Regions from separate parts of the Mus musculus genome. Here all the other regions are linked to region 1. Evidence: chromatin contacts called from public HiChIP or PLAC-seq and promoter capture Hi-C data. All regions are on one chromosome and are shown on one strand. Each heading gives the region's core, a stretch centred on a gene start, on an enhancer-like site or on the middle of the called end of the contact. The rest is flanking DNA. Distances are from core to core; before and after follow the strand shown. Region 1 holds the start of Acvr1 (activin A receptor, type 1). Region 2 holds the start of Baz2b (bromodomain adjacent to zinc finger domain, 2B). Region 3 holds the start of Gpd2 (glycerol phosphate dehydrogenase 2, mitochondrial). Region 4 holds the start of 4930555B11Rik (RIKEN cDNA 4930555B11 gene).

What was found. Promoter capture Hi-C pulls out the DNA fragments that hold promoters and counts their contacts. HiChIP or PLAC-seq counts read pairs in DNA pulled down with a chosen protein or histone mark.
Region 2: an H3K27ac HiChIP or PLAC-seq map of extraembryonic endoderm stem cells shows a contact between it and region 1, with 7 times the contacts expected there. The contact joins the promoter of Baz2b here to the promoter of Acvr1 in region 1. A contact is called at or near these places in 1 of 39 promoter capture datasets (liver) and 2 of 115 datasets of contacts at active chromatin or transcription factors (embryonic stem cells and extraembryonic endoderm stem cells).
Region 3: a contact with region 1 is called in a promoter capture Hi-C map of liver, with 6 times the contacts expected there. The contact joins the promoter of Gpd2 here to the promoter of Acvr1 in region 1. A contact is called at or near these places in 3 of 39 promoter capture datasets (embryonic stem cells and liver) and 3 of 115 datasets of contacts at active chromatin or transcription factors (the SCID.adh cell line, embryonic stem cells and stem cell-derived neural progenitor cells).
Region 4: an H3K4me3 HiChIP or PLAC-seq map of stem cell-derived neural progenitor cells shows a contact between it and region 1, with 5 times the contacts expected there. The contact joins the promoter of 4930555B11Rik here to the promoter of Acvr1 in region 1. A contact is called at or near these places in 1 of 39 promoter capture datasets (liver), 1 of 484 Hi-C or Micro-C datasets (forebrain) and 1 of 115 datasets of contacts at active chromatin or transcription factors (stem cell-derived neural progenitor cells).

What each region holds. Positions count from the first base shown.
Region 1 is chr2:58,565,231-58,568,188 of GRCm38.p6, forward strand. It overlaps Acvr1 (activin A receptor, type 1), which reads right to left and starts at 1,598. Exons shown (of 12, transcript NM_007394.3): 1 at 1,557-1,598. It also overlaps a transcript of Upp2 not described here.
Region 2 is chr2:60,124,188-60,127,338 of GRCm38.p6, forward strand. It overlaps Baz2b (bromodomain adjacent to zinc finger domain, 2B), which reads right to left and starts at 1,553. Exons shown (of 36, transcript NM_001001182.3): 1 at 1,276-1,553.
Region 3 is chr2:57,236,707-57,239,710 of GRCm38.p6, forward strand. It overlaps Gpd2 (glycerol phosphate dehydrogenase 2, mitochondrial), which reads left to right and starts at 1,676. Exons shown (of 17, transcript NM_010274.3): 1 at 1,676-1,861.
Region 4 is chr2:57,180,298-57,183,387 of GRCm38.p6, forward strand. It overlaps 4930555B11Rik (RIKEN cDNA 4930555B11 gene), which reads left to right and starts at 1,534. Exons shown (of 4, transcript NR_040633.1): 1 at 1,534-1,628. BB557941 (expressed sequence BB557941) reads right to left here and starts at 1,457. Exons shown (of 3, transcript NR_040356.1): 1 at 1,358-1,457. n-TAcgc8 (a tRNA gene) reads left to right here and starts at 1,781; the gene lies at 1,781-1,852. It overlaps n-TGgcc8 (a tRNA gene), which reads right to left and starts at 2,167; the gene lies at 2,097-2,167.

The sequences.
Region 1 (2,958 bases), core at 348-2,847:
GTCAACCCCAGGACAGAAAACAAAAGTAACCAAATCACAAAGGGAGGGAGCTGAGCTTAGAACGGTAATCCAGATCCTATGCAGACTTAAAATAACCTTGTGACTGCACTGTCCCCGAGAGTGGCATGGGTGAGGCCTGGGATTCATACTTAAGCAGTGTGCCAACTGTAGAGCTGCATGGCAAGGCACTGTCTGAGGTCAGCACAAGTCTAGTGTCTGCCGCCTGCCCGAGCCTGGGCCCCCGGCCAGCAACCCACCTCCAGAGACTAGTGCCAGGACATACTATAGTGTTTCCATTTAAGGCCTGCCACTTGGATGAGCCCATCTCTGAAGTTTCTTAACACCACCTTTCCAGGAAGAATTTTTTGGGGAAAAGGGAGGTGGTGTCTATTTTTTGCCACCGCCTTCCCTTGGGCTGTCAGAGCAGTCTGCCTCTCAAGAACTGGATCCTTTAAAATCACTGCGTTATGTTTCTATTTGAGGGATTTTTTTCAGAAATTATATATCTATGCAAACAAAAAACATATATATGTGTATGTATATATATATATATGCAATCGCATTAAACATGTATGGGACCAGAGACGTTTCCCATCATCTCACACCAATCGCACAAACCGCAAAGAAGAAAAGCCAATAAAGAGAGCAAATCCAATGCATTACCGTCCGTCTCTCTCCAAACACCAAATTAATGGCAACTTTTTAACCAACACACTTTTCTTCTGCAACAAAAATGGGTGTTTTCTTGCCCAAGTACCTTCCTCCATAGCTCCTCTGCCGTGCAAGGTACGTTCAGATCTCCAGGGGAAGAGGGAGGTAGGGAAGGGTGGGAGACGTAACTGGCACAAACTGGACAGAGCCAAGCCAGTCTCTGAACCAGACAGAAGTCCATGCACGTAGTGAACCCACAGGCCCACAATTCTCCCCAGCGCGCCCAAGGTTCTAGCCTCACTGTTTTGGTTAGTGTCGAAGGAAGGGTTTTAAACTTGGCAAAGTACTATGCAACATCTGTAACCACATCTGCCTTCTGGGGATCGGAAGATGAATCCCACATTCCTGGCTTTGAAGCTTTTTGAAACTGCAGCTAGGAAGGACAGAGGGAGGGAGGGAGTTGAACAGAGTTTATTGGCTGTCTCTCCAGCAGAAAATTCCTCTTGGAAGAGATGGATATTTTGTGGGTGGGGGTGACTGGCCAATCTCTTTAGTCTGCCAAGCTCAGCTTAGAAGGTGAGCCCGGGGCCGTGAGGCCAGATCGATTTATAAGTCCGAGGCGCACACCCTGCAGGAGTTCATCCAACGCACACCCGAACCCCCTACTCCAAGCCTCTGTCCACCCCGGATCCCACCGGCAGCCAAGGCCCTAAGCAAGTCGGTTTCGTTCCGCCGCGGCTTCCCCCCACGTCGAGAGGGCACGCAGCTTGCCGGAGAAAGAATGAAAGCGAGGGGGAGGCACCGAGACGCCCACCCTCCACCTCCGATCCCGGTCTCGCCTCCAGCTAAGCTCCCTCCTCCCTCGGTCCCCAGCTCCGGCGGCGTGGCCGGCGACCTGCTCTCACCTCTGGTCCAGCGGCGGTCGGGTGCTGAACCCGGGGAGGCGGAGAGCTCGAGGCGACCGGGAGCTGCAAGGCGGCGCGGGAGGGCGCGGGGCGGGGCGGGGCGCTGCAGCCGGCGTGGAGCCCGGAACTCCGCGGGCCGCGGGCGGGTGGCCCGGGCGGCGGCGGCGGAGTGCAGCGCGGCGCGGCACGGCGCGGCGCGGGGCGGGAGGCTGGCGGCCACGGGGCCGGGGCGCAGGCTGGCGGCAGGCACCGGGCTGGAGCCGGGGAGACGGCTGTCGCGGGGCGGGAGGCGGAGGGCGGGGAGGAGGGCGGAGGAAACTTGCGGCGGCGCGGGGCTCGGCTGGGGGCGGCGGGGAGCCGGCGGCGGCAAAGTTCCCCCAGCGCTTGGGGGCGGCGGCGGCGGCGGCGGCGACCGGGAGCTGGAGCGGGAGGAGCGGGAGGAGGAGGAGGAGGAAGTGGCTGCGGAGCGCTCGGCCAATGAGTGTCTGGAGCTGTGATTAACCAGGCAGCAACACATCATTTCCTCCCGGCGCGGATCCAGGGAGCCGGGAGGGAGAGGGCCGGCGGCGGGGCGGGGCGCTCCTCGCGCCCCCTGCAGGCGCCCGGCCCCAGGGATTCCGCCCGCCTAGCCATGCTCGCCCGCCGCCCCCGACCCCCGACCCTTCGGGCCGCCCGGGCTGTGGGCTGCTGCGAGCCGGGCTGGCGGGACGCGGGGGAGGCGCGCGGCACGGGGAGCGGCCAGGTAGGCGCGGGCGGGGCCGTCTGGACAGCTCCCGGGGCGCGGGGCGGGCGGACAGCAGGCAGCCGAGCCGGGAACTGCGGGGGCTCCTGCACTCATCTCCAGCCCTGCGTGTCAGGCACAGGGGTGGATACTCAATGCTCCGCCTCAGCCAGGCCATCGTTGCCTTGTCTTCTGATCCCCTTCCACTATGCTCATTTCCTCGCAGGGTCTAGGGTTATGCAAGCGTTTGCCATTTTCGCAGTCGGCTTCCTTGGTAATAAAAATAAGCAAGTCTGGGGGGTGGGGGGGGGGGGGGCTTCTGCAAAAATCCCGCCCTGTCCTAGGCGCCACGGGAGCTTACAGTAGGAAGGAAGGAACATTCTCCGCCGCAGAGAGGCTGACAACTTTGGTCCTTAGAAACACAAAAACACCCCAGTGTGCTAATATTATCTGGAGCATCAAAAAAGGCATGCAAGGATCAAATTTTGCATGGTGCCCGCTTAGTGTTTGGAAGCAGCAAGCCATTTTCTCTGCCCTCTAGAAGCTTATAATGCACAGTCCTATCACAAAGCAAGAGTAAAATCATGACACCAATAAATGGGGAAAACATAAAGTATTTTTTATCCCTACAGGTCCTTTCATGTAGAGGGCATTTATTGGGTCGCTGGCTGCAACACTGCA
Region 2 (3,151 bases), core at 303-2,802, 1.6 Mb after region 1:
CCCTCGTGCACAAAACTAGGTGGATACTAAGTGACACAGTAAAAAGTTTCGATCATTTTTTAAAAAAATAATCTTCCACTTGTTACCAAACATGGTTTTGCGATCCGTTCTGAATGCAAAATACAAAAATAAAGTGCACAACTTATCACTAGCCTCTAAGTTACACGATTCCGAAAAACGAGAAAATTTTGAGGAAAACAAAAAACCACTTTGGGGAAATTTTCTTGATAAAAGTTTACATGACGTCACATGGCCCCCTGAACCGTTCCTAACTTTGAGCCTTATCCAGGCACACTTTTTTTCATTTCTATGGCTCCTTTCCCTTCCTTAAAAATTAAAAGAGACAGACAGACTTGGGAATAAAAATTGCCCAAGATGGCGAAACGCTTGTTGTTTAGAGGGCAGGGGGAAAAATGGAGGATATTGTAATATACACAAAGGGATAAATTTCAACAACTCGGCCACGGACTGCAGCTGCTTCTCGCTTCACAAGGAAACAACACACAAAAGATAAACACGGAGGAGAGGGGAAGAGGAGCCAGCCCCCACCCCGCGGGGCCGGCTCCGAGTCCCGGCACACTTCCTAGCCTTTCCCGATCCCAATTCTGGGGTTCGCGGAACTACTTTAGGGGAGGGGAGCGGGGCGTCGCGGGGGAGGGAGGACGCGGAGCCCGAGGACCCGGAGCCCAGCCCGCCAGGCCGCCGCGGCCCCAGGACGCCCGGAGCCCTCCCGGAGCCGAGCCGCCCGGTACCCGCCGCCCGGGGCCGCGGCCCCACCCCCACCCGGCTCCGGAGCCCCAGCGGCCTGGCGCGGTTCGGCGGGAGCGAGGCTGCGGGCCCCGGGCGGAGGCGGGGGCGGCCAGGGCCCGGCGCCTCGGGAGCTGCCCCGCGGGGCGCCGCAGCGGGCCGGGCTGGAGGACGCCGCGAGGCCGGCGGCGAGGGCGGCGGGCACAATGGAGGGACGAGGCCCGCCCGGCCGCTCGCTCGCCCGCCCGCCCGCGCCCGCACTCCCAGCAAAGTTTCCGTTCCGCGGAGCCCGCACCCCCCACACACACACCCCGCCCGGTACCAGGGCCCCGCGCCCCGCGCCCTCCGCCCGGGACTCTAGTCGGGACCCCAGAGCCACCGCTGCGTCGCAGCCGCACAACAAAGAGCCACACCGGGCGGCGCGGGTAAACAGCGGCGGGCGCCTCGGGAGGGCTCCAGCCCGCAGCCGCCGCTCTCCGCCCGGAACCCACCTCGCCCGCACCCCCGCACCCCGGCTCTCAAACTCACCTTCACTTTCGAACTGAGTTGCGGGGGAAGGGATTTTCGCCCTTCCCGGGTGCGGGTTAAGCTTTTCGGAATCCCCACCGCCTCCTTATTTCTCTTCTAATTCCTGCCAGAAAGTCTAGGGAGTTGGAGTGGAGGTGAGATCCGTGATCGCGAAAGCCCTGGCTCCCTCCGTCCCCGTCTTCCGCCGCTCGCTCTCTGATTAGTTCCTATCCAGCAGCAGATTGAAGCAGGAGATGATTCTTCTCAAGGTTTGTTCAGCAGCTTCACTTCTAGGCGAAGGCTTCATGAACCAAGTGACGTCAACCAACAAGGCTTCTCTCTCTCTCCTCTCTCTAACAATGAAAGTTGCTGTTAACAAGGGAAAAAAGAGCGAGAGAATTGTTTATACCATTTCAGTTCCAATAATAAATGACCTATCAGCTCTAAAAGGAGCCAAGGGAGGGGGCTGCTTCTTCATTCCAAGAATACTGTATCTTTGAGTTTGCACCGCTCCTCGTCCCAAGAAAAAGTTAAGAAACTTACATGTTTTGTTTTGCTTTTCGGGGGGCGGGGAGGGGGGGACAGAACTGAATACTTAATTTAAAAAAAAAAAAACTTAAACGGACTGTTAGGGAACACAGATAAGCCATCTCCACCAACTTTTATGTTTGTAAACTAGGAATTGTGTTGGAGTCTACACGCTAAATTAATATGCCAAGAATTTGTGCATGCTAGGGCTTTAAAAAGCAGGGCGCAAGGCGATCTCAAGGTAAACTACTAATGCTTTTCCATGGACGAATTTAAATGCTTGTGATGTTCATGGTGTGAATCAATAATATTCAAATGAATAAACACTAAGTTCTTTTACAGTTATTTGTATAATCTGTAAGCCGTAATCTCATTTTTTTTTCTAGTTTCGGTTAAGAAAAAAAAAAAAGCTAGTTAAACTGTAAGAACTAAACACTTTAAAAGACTAATAGCCCATTACCAACTAAACGTGCTGTGCTCCATCAGAGCCCCAGAATGTCAGCTGGCTGTCTCAATTTTTAACCTTCCACTCCCCAATTCCCTTCAACCAATCAAGTTAAACTAAAGGCAAAGAACACCCCGTTCCCTCCAACAGTGTACCCGCAGTCTCCTAAAAACGAGTTAAAAAAAAAAAAAAAACCCCTTAACCTAGGTACACGTTATTACCCACGAAGACAAAAAGGTCATTTAAAATATATATATATTAAGGTGTTTATTAAGAACACAATAAACTCTTGAAGTTTGTGTAATTACAAATTAGATAATTTAGTTTTCAGAATGAAGACCAAGTAAAAATGTAGTTCTCAGAGAATGATTTGCCCATGTATTATTTTATGCGTGCATATGTGGCTAGATGTATCCTAAAAGATGCTATTGTTTTATGTTTCCTCCTCAGCCACTGGCTGTGATTTTAATTGTGCTGGAGGATCTTCATTAGTATTAACACATGGGGAGATTTCACAAAGCTGCTTCATTAGGAAGGAAAAAAAAGCTGGCAGACTAGGTCTTTTTGCATGCTCTGAGAATGTCAGCCTTACCTCGGTCATTTGTAACATAATAAGTGCAAGTACAATGATTGCGAGGCAGGAGCGTGGGGGAAGGGCGGCGATGCTGCTGTCTAATAGGGGCATCTGAAAAGACGGCTGCTCATTACATAGTAATGTATGCTAAAAATTAGTGAAGATGATGTCTCGGGAGACTGATGCTAAATAAATTAATGTGCTGATATGTTTTTAATTATTATTTTTGTAGTAGTTTATTTCAATCTTAGGATTCACATTGAGCAGCAGAGCTGTGCGAGCACTTATTGATTTTTTTTCCCTGCCACATTCCCGGAATACAGATTTTAATCATTTCACTACACCACACT
Region 3 (3,004 bases), core at 426-2,925, 1.3 Mb before region 1:
GAATCCTTCATGGGTGGAGTACTTAGTGAAGAAAGACTTGACATAGTTGGGCCAGAAACACACTGTTCACTTAAGCATCCACTTAAAGCCAACGAACATTTAAACATCTTTTATAGGCACTAGGATGCGAAAGTCAATGGCGGAATGGTTTCATTTCCAGGAACTGCAGTCTTTTAGGTGAATTAGTGGGAAGTCAGCATGGACCCTGATTTCGACCTACTTCTTTGCAGAGAAACGCATTGAACTTCTAAGTAAATATTTGAGATCTGAAAAACAGGAAAACCGAAAGTCAGTGGCTTACTTCTAGGGCTCTCAAACTAGAATCCTTTAGGACCGAGCTATTGAACATCAGCTCTCAACCCTTAGTGTGAATCTGGACCTCTGTAATGCTTGGTTAGGTCTGGAGCTGGAACTCGGATGTTTGGGACTCAGGTAGCCACTAGCTCAGATTGTTTGCATTTCTGCCAAGTTCTCAGGTGATGCTGTACCAGGCACCATAGCTGTACTGTGAAAGGCACATTTTAAACGCTAAAGATTCCCTGGCTTATTTCCAAACCCTTTCAGTGGTACAGCGACAGAAGCTTAGTTCGTAAATTTAGCGTGTCCAAGGCCAGGAACAAGTTCTTTTGCCTTTACAGAGGGTTTGTTTGCCATAAGTTACTGTGAGTTTGTGACCCCAAACTATAGGCATTTCTACAGGGTTTAAGAATACTATGTATGTGACTTAGCAATTGATTACTAAACACTGCTACAATTTCCTTCAAACTAATTTGGCACGAGGAGCTTTTCGGATCAGTCCCTGCCTACTTTTCAACACCATAATCTCAGGATTTAAAGTGGGGTCTTTCGGAACCCGAACTGAGCCCTCCTTGGGTACCCTTGGTTTTGCTTAACCCTTTTAGTTGCAACAAGTGAGCTGGGCATGCTCAGTGGGCAGGGTCGGGTTGGGAGGGGGTGCAAGTGGGAAGCCTGTGGCTCCGCAGCCAGGGTTCTCCGCCTCCCCCCACCTGTACGAGGCCCGGCCCGCTGGGCCAGCGCTCAGCATCCCACCCTTGCTGATTTGGCTTGTTCTTCTCAGCGGGTCCCGGTGCTAACATTCAGGCCCGGGGTCCACAGGCCTGGAGCGCCCACAGAACACGCTGGGGTATCTGGGCCGAGAGCTGCAGGCCGAGTCCCTAGAGTCCCCCGACTCCTAGACGCCTTTCTAGGCCCAGGGAAGCCTGGCGGCTGGGAGGCGCGGAGGAGGGGACGCCGGATCTAAGGGCGCGCGACGGGTGATCAGGTAAGGCAACCCCGGTAGGCAGCAGGCGGGGGAAACGTCCTCCCCCTAGGGCAGATGGCAGGAGTGGCCCGCGTGGGGAGGGACAGAAACCCAACACCACAGCGGCTTCCCCGGCCTAGCTCAGCCCTCTCTTCTTTCCTCCAGCTAGCAAGGAGTGGCAGGGTATGGAGTCGTGCTCCGCCGGGGCTCAGGGCAGGATCGATAACCTCGGGCATGGCCAGCCCACGTCCCTGCGAGACCCAGAGCGCCGGGTCTGCAGCCGCCCTTTCCCACCGGCTGCACTTCCGCATTTCCCTGCCGGGCAGAGTCGCCCGGGCCGCGGTGTCGCGGCGAAGGCGGTGGCTGAGTTGCCGGATCATCCCCCGGGGAGGCGGAGGCGCACGAGGGGAGGAGGAAGTGGCCGGGAGGGGCGTCGGCGGGCGGGTCGGGTTACGGTGGCCCCGCCTGACCCGGTGACATCCCGGCGCGCTCGCCGCGAGCTCAGGGCCACTCTGGTTCTCGGTGAGGCCGACTCCGTTCTGGCTGGAGGATCCTGACTCCCTTGCTCGCCGACCCCTTGCGCGTGACGACCGATCTCAGGTGTGTGCGTCCTGGCGACCTGGTCCTCTGCCTCGGCTTCTAGGAGGAAGTGGTCCCTCTCTGACTTGTGTGACTCGGTGGGACTGCGGTGTGGCGGAGGTGGAGGTGGTGGTGGCGGGAAACTGGGGCGAGACTGTGAATTTGTTCCCACCAACGGAGGAGGAGCACAATTCTCATTCAGGGTTAGGCGAGACTGGAATACGTTTGAGATACGCTTTACCTAGCTGGAGGCAGGGCGTTCCCACATCAATGAAACTTTATGCAAAGTTTTAACTTGTGAAAGTGGCTTGTCTGATGCGGAGGCTTGCTGTTTCCTTCTGAGGTGAGGCGGGGAAGACCCTTCTGCAAGGGGGAGGAGGCTTTCTTTGAGAAACTCAGTTGCCGGGGTGTGACTGGCCCAGGAGGAAATGCAAAGTGTACACCGGCAACAGCCTCCTCTCTCCGCAAAGCAACTGTGTCTTGCCAAAGAAAGTTTGCTGAGTGCTGCAGCTTTAGGAAGGCTTTTAGCAGGTGATGGTCCCTAGACCGTCCTTTATCCCTTAGGAAGATATACGTACTCCTGAAACAGCCTTCCTCAAGCAACACAAGTTCTTACAAAAGTTCAATGACAGGGGCATCTAAGTGTTACAAGAAGTAAATATCCCAGGGGTTGCTACAGAAACAGCCAAAAGTTACATTTGTCAATTTGTGTGAGTAGGTGAGAGAAGGAAGTTGCCCTGTTTGCTTAAAACAAAACTTTGTATCTTGCATGTATTTCAAAGTTTGAGAGTCTTGGAATTTCTCTTTTTGAACGTGGAAAGTGCTGGTGATGGCCTCTCTGGGACCATGGGGCTTCTTGGGAGCTGTTGGTTAGCATATGGGGCCTGGATGCCATTGCCCAGTGGATAGCATGTGCTGTCTCTGGGGCCTTAATGATGAGTGTTGAAACCTCCCCCTGTTTCTCATAGAGACATTAGTCAAACGACCACACTTCCTTCATTTTAGCAACCTAACCCTTCACCTCAGTGAACAATGGGAAAGAATTTGGGATGAGAGACAAAACTGTTAGAACTCTGCTTTCTGAGAGCATTAGTCACATAGTCACCTTATAAATAAGTCATTCTAGGAACCATGGGAAGGCAGTTGCATGCCTCACTGTTAATG
Region 4 (3,090 bases), core at 284-2,783, 1.4 Mb before region 1:
AGAAAGAAAGAAAAGAAAAGAAAAGAAGAGAAAAGGAAAAAAGAAAATAGGAAATGTGTACTCCTTTGGTGTTCTTGTGGGAATCCTAACAGTGGGGACGACTTGTGGGACCCTTTTCTCCCTATGGGTTCCCTGCTCCTGTCTTGATGTGATGGTTTGTGCTTGGTCTTATTGTAGCTTGTTATACCACGTTTGGTGGATGTTCCTGGGAAGCCTGCTTTTTTTTTTTTTTCTGAGGAGAGACTGACAGGGGTAGGGGAATAGGGGAATAGATGGGGGAGAGGGGAGTTGGAGAGGGGAGGGGAAAGCTGTTGTCTATATGTAATATATTAGAGAATAATAAAAGAAAAAAGAAGAAGAAAGAAAGAAATGTGTGTTCTAGTGTCTTGGAAAGGAATGCAGGGATATTCTTGGGTATAGAGCAAGCCTCCTTGATAACGGCCCACTGGTTTCCCCCACTTCTTTTGAAACATTCCTTATTATAGCTGAATTAGATCCACGTGTGGCTTTGTTCTAGTTAACAAAATCAGAGTTATCATTTGTTTAAATGGCTGTAAGCATATGTGGACATTTGCTTATTCTTAACACAGGATGTGATTATGAAGCTGGTGGTTTACCCAGTGACTTTTGACGTTTTTCTGCTTTCTGCTCTGCCTTTTGGAGAGCACAAGCGAAGGGTGAGGAAACTTCAGGCCTTCACGCTGCCGCAGCTTTATGGCCTCAGCCTAACAGGTTAAATGGAAACGACCTGATGCTGCTCTGCCTACACCATATACCTACCCTGCTACCACTGAGCCTCACCTGGAATGGAATCAGTTTTAAATACACCTGGAAGAGATACACTCGTCTTTTCATTCATAGCCCATCGAACCATCTAGCTTGCATCCAACCACCTGGAACTTTAGGGCTGAGGTGCGGTTAGGTCAGGGTAGATGGAGGACATTAAACGATATATATATATATCAGTCAGTCCGACTGACCCAAGGTGTAAATAGAAAAGGAATGAAAAGCCGTCTACAGCAGGTTCTCCACCCTATCTTAACATTTATACAAGTCTAAGCCACCAAGAAGGGGACAGCATCATTTTGTTTCAAGTTGAGAATCATGCAAAGGAGGAGCAAATAGCAAAATCATTTTCTGCTGCAAGAGTTGACTGTAACCTCCATCTAAAAGAATCTACGGGCATTTGGTCCTCCAAACAGCAGAGCATAAATGTTAACGTCACTAGGTAAACCATAGATTTTACGCAGCTTTCCTGAGACATAGGGGGTTTCCAAAAGTGCAGGGTACCCAGATAAATCCACAAAAGTTTTAAATGCAGAGACAGGCATATACAGCAACAAGTCTCTTGAGTCACCTGAATGGTGTCCGCAGTTCCTTTCTTCTGGCCCAGCGAACTAGCCGACTTGTAGAGGACCCAGTCTGTAACCTAGCTGAAAGAAAAGCTCAGAACCTATGCTACCCGCCAGGAATCGTTGGCGCCTGCGCAGTAGGATCAAAGAGCTGGGCTGCGCTCGGTCCCGCCCCTCTGGCAGTTCAAGGCTCCCGGCTCCAACTGGAACCTGGCGTTGACCGCCTGGTTGCGACTCTCCTGGCCGCTGAGTTTAGCTGCGGGCTCCCTGCACCGGGTCGGTTCAGATGTACCACGAGCAGAGCCTGAGAAAGGATTATAAAAAAGAAATGCACTGTGGAATCTGCTAAAGTCAGACTGACTCCTTGGTTTAGAGGAGCGTTGGGTTCTTTGTATAAGTAGGCATATGAAGAGAGCAGTTAGCGGCTGGGGGATGTAGCTCAGTGGTAGAGCGCGCGCTTCGCATGTGTGAGGTCCCGGGTTCAATCCCCGGCATCTCCAAGCAGCCGGAATTCTGTTTTTCATTCTTTCTCAAAGAAAAGATTTTCACTTGTACATTTTGCCCACCACTACAACATCGAAAACCGAAAACAAAAAGGCCGTGAAAAATCTGCAGTGTGGAAAACTCACTCTAGTGATTGCTGGGAAAACAAGTGAAACGAAATGCTAGGAAGAAAAATTCGTAGTTTCTTTCTTCATTAATGTTAATATTTTAGAAAAACAAGATTTGAAACAAAAAGGCAAGTGCATTGGCCGGGAATCGAACCCGGGCCTCCCGCGTGGCAGGCGAGAATTCTACCACTGAACCACCAATGCAAGCACATATTATGGTGTTCTGTTATACTATACTAGGATATATTTACACATGAGTAATTCTTGTGTCAATTCTGTTTTTATATATATATTTAAAAATTAGGAAAAGAAACAGAATTCTTTTGTTTTTCTCCTTAAGTTTTTAAATCTCACTTACATACATTGTATTTGAAGATAGTTCCACTGATCACAGAATCTTAGGGCAGAAAACGTTTCTACATGTATCATTGAGCATGTCACAGAGTTTTAAATTCAACGATCGTTAAATATTGGCAAAATATTAACATTTTAAAATTCTTACTATTCTAACTTTTGTTAAACTGTATGAGGGTTTTGGGGTGGGAGTTTGTGTTTACTTGGTTTTGTTCTTGGCAAAGAATGCAAGTGTATGAAGATTTACTCTATATACAACTTTATGATCTCCAGCCTATTTTCAAATACTTTGATCTCATTTATATGTGTGTATAATATATATATATATATTAATATATATGTATGTAATAATATATGTATATATATTATACTATATATATGTGGATATAATATATATTATATGTGGATATAATATATAATGGAGATATATATCCTATTTTGATTTTGTTTTGTTTTTCGAGACAGAGTTTCTCTGTGCAGTCCTGGAACACTGTAGACCAGGCTGGCCTGGAACTCGGAAATCTGCCTGCCTCTGCATGCACCAACACTGCCTTTTTTCCAGACAGGGTTTCTCTGTGTAGCCCTGGCTGTCCTGGAACTCACTCTGTAGTCCAGGCTGGTCTTGAACTCAGAAATCCACCTGCCTCTGCCTCCCAAGTGCTGGGATTAAAGGCATGTGCCACAGCACCCAGCTTGGCCAATTATTTTAAACAGTCAGAAAAACGGAAATATTTTTAGGGATTGGAAATAGAAATGAGAATGAGGAATTAGAA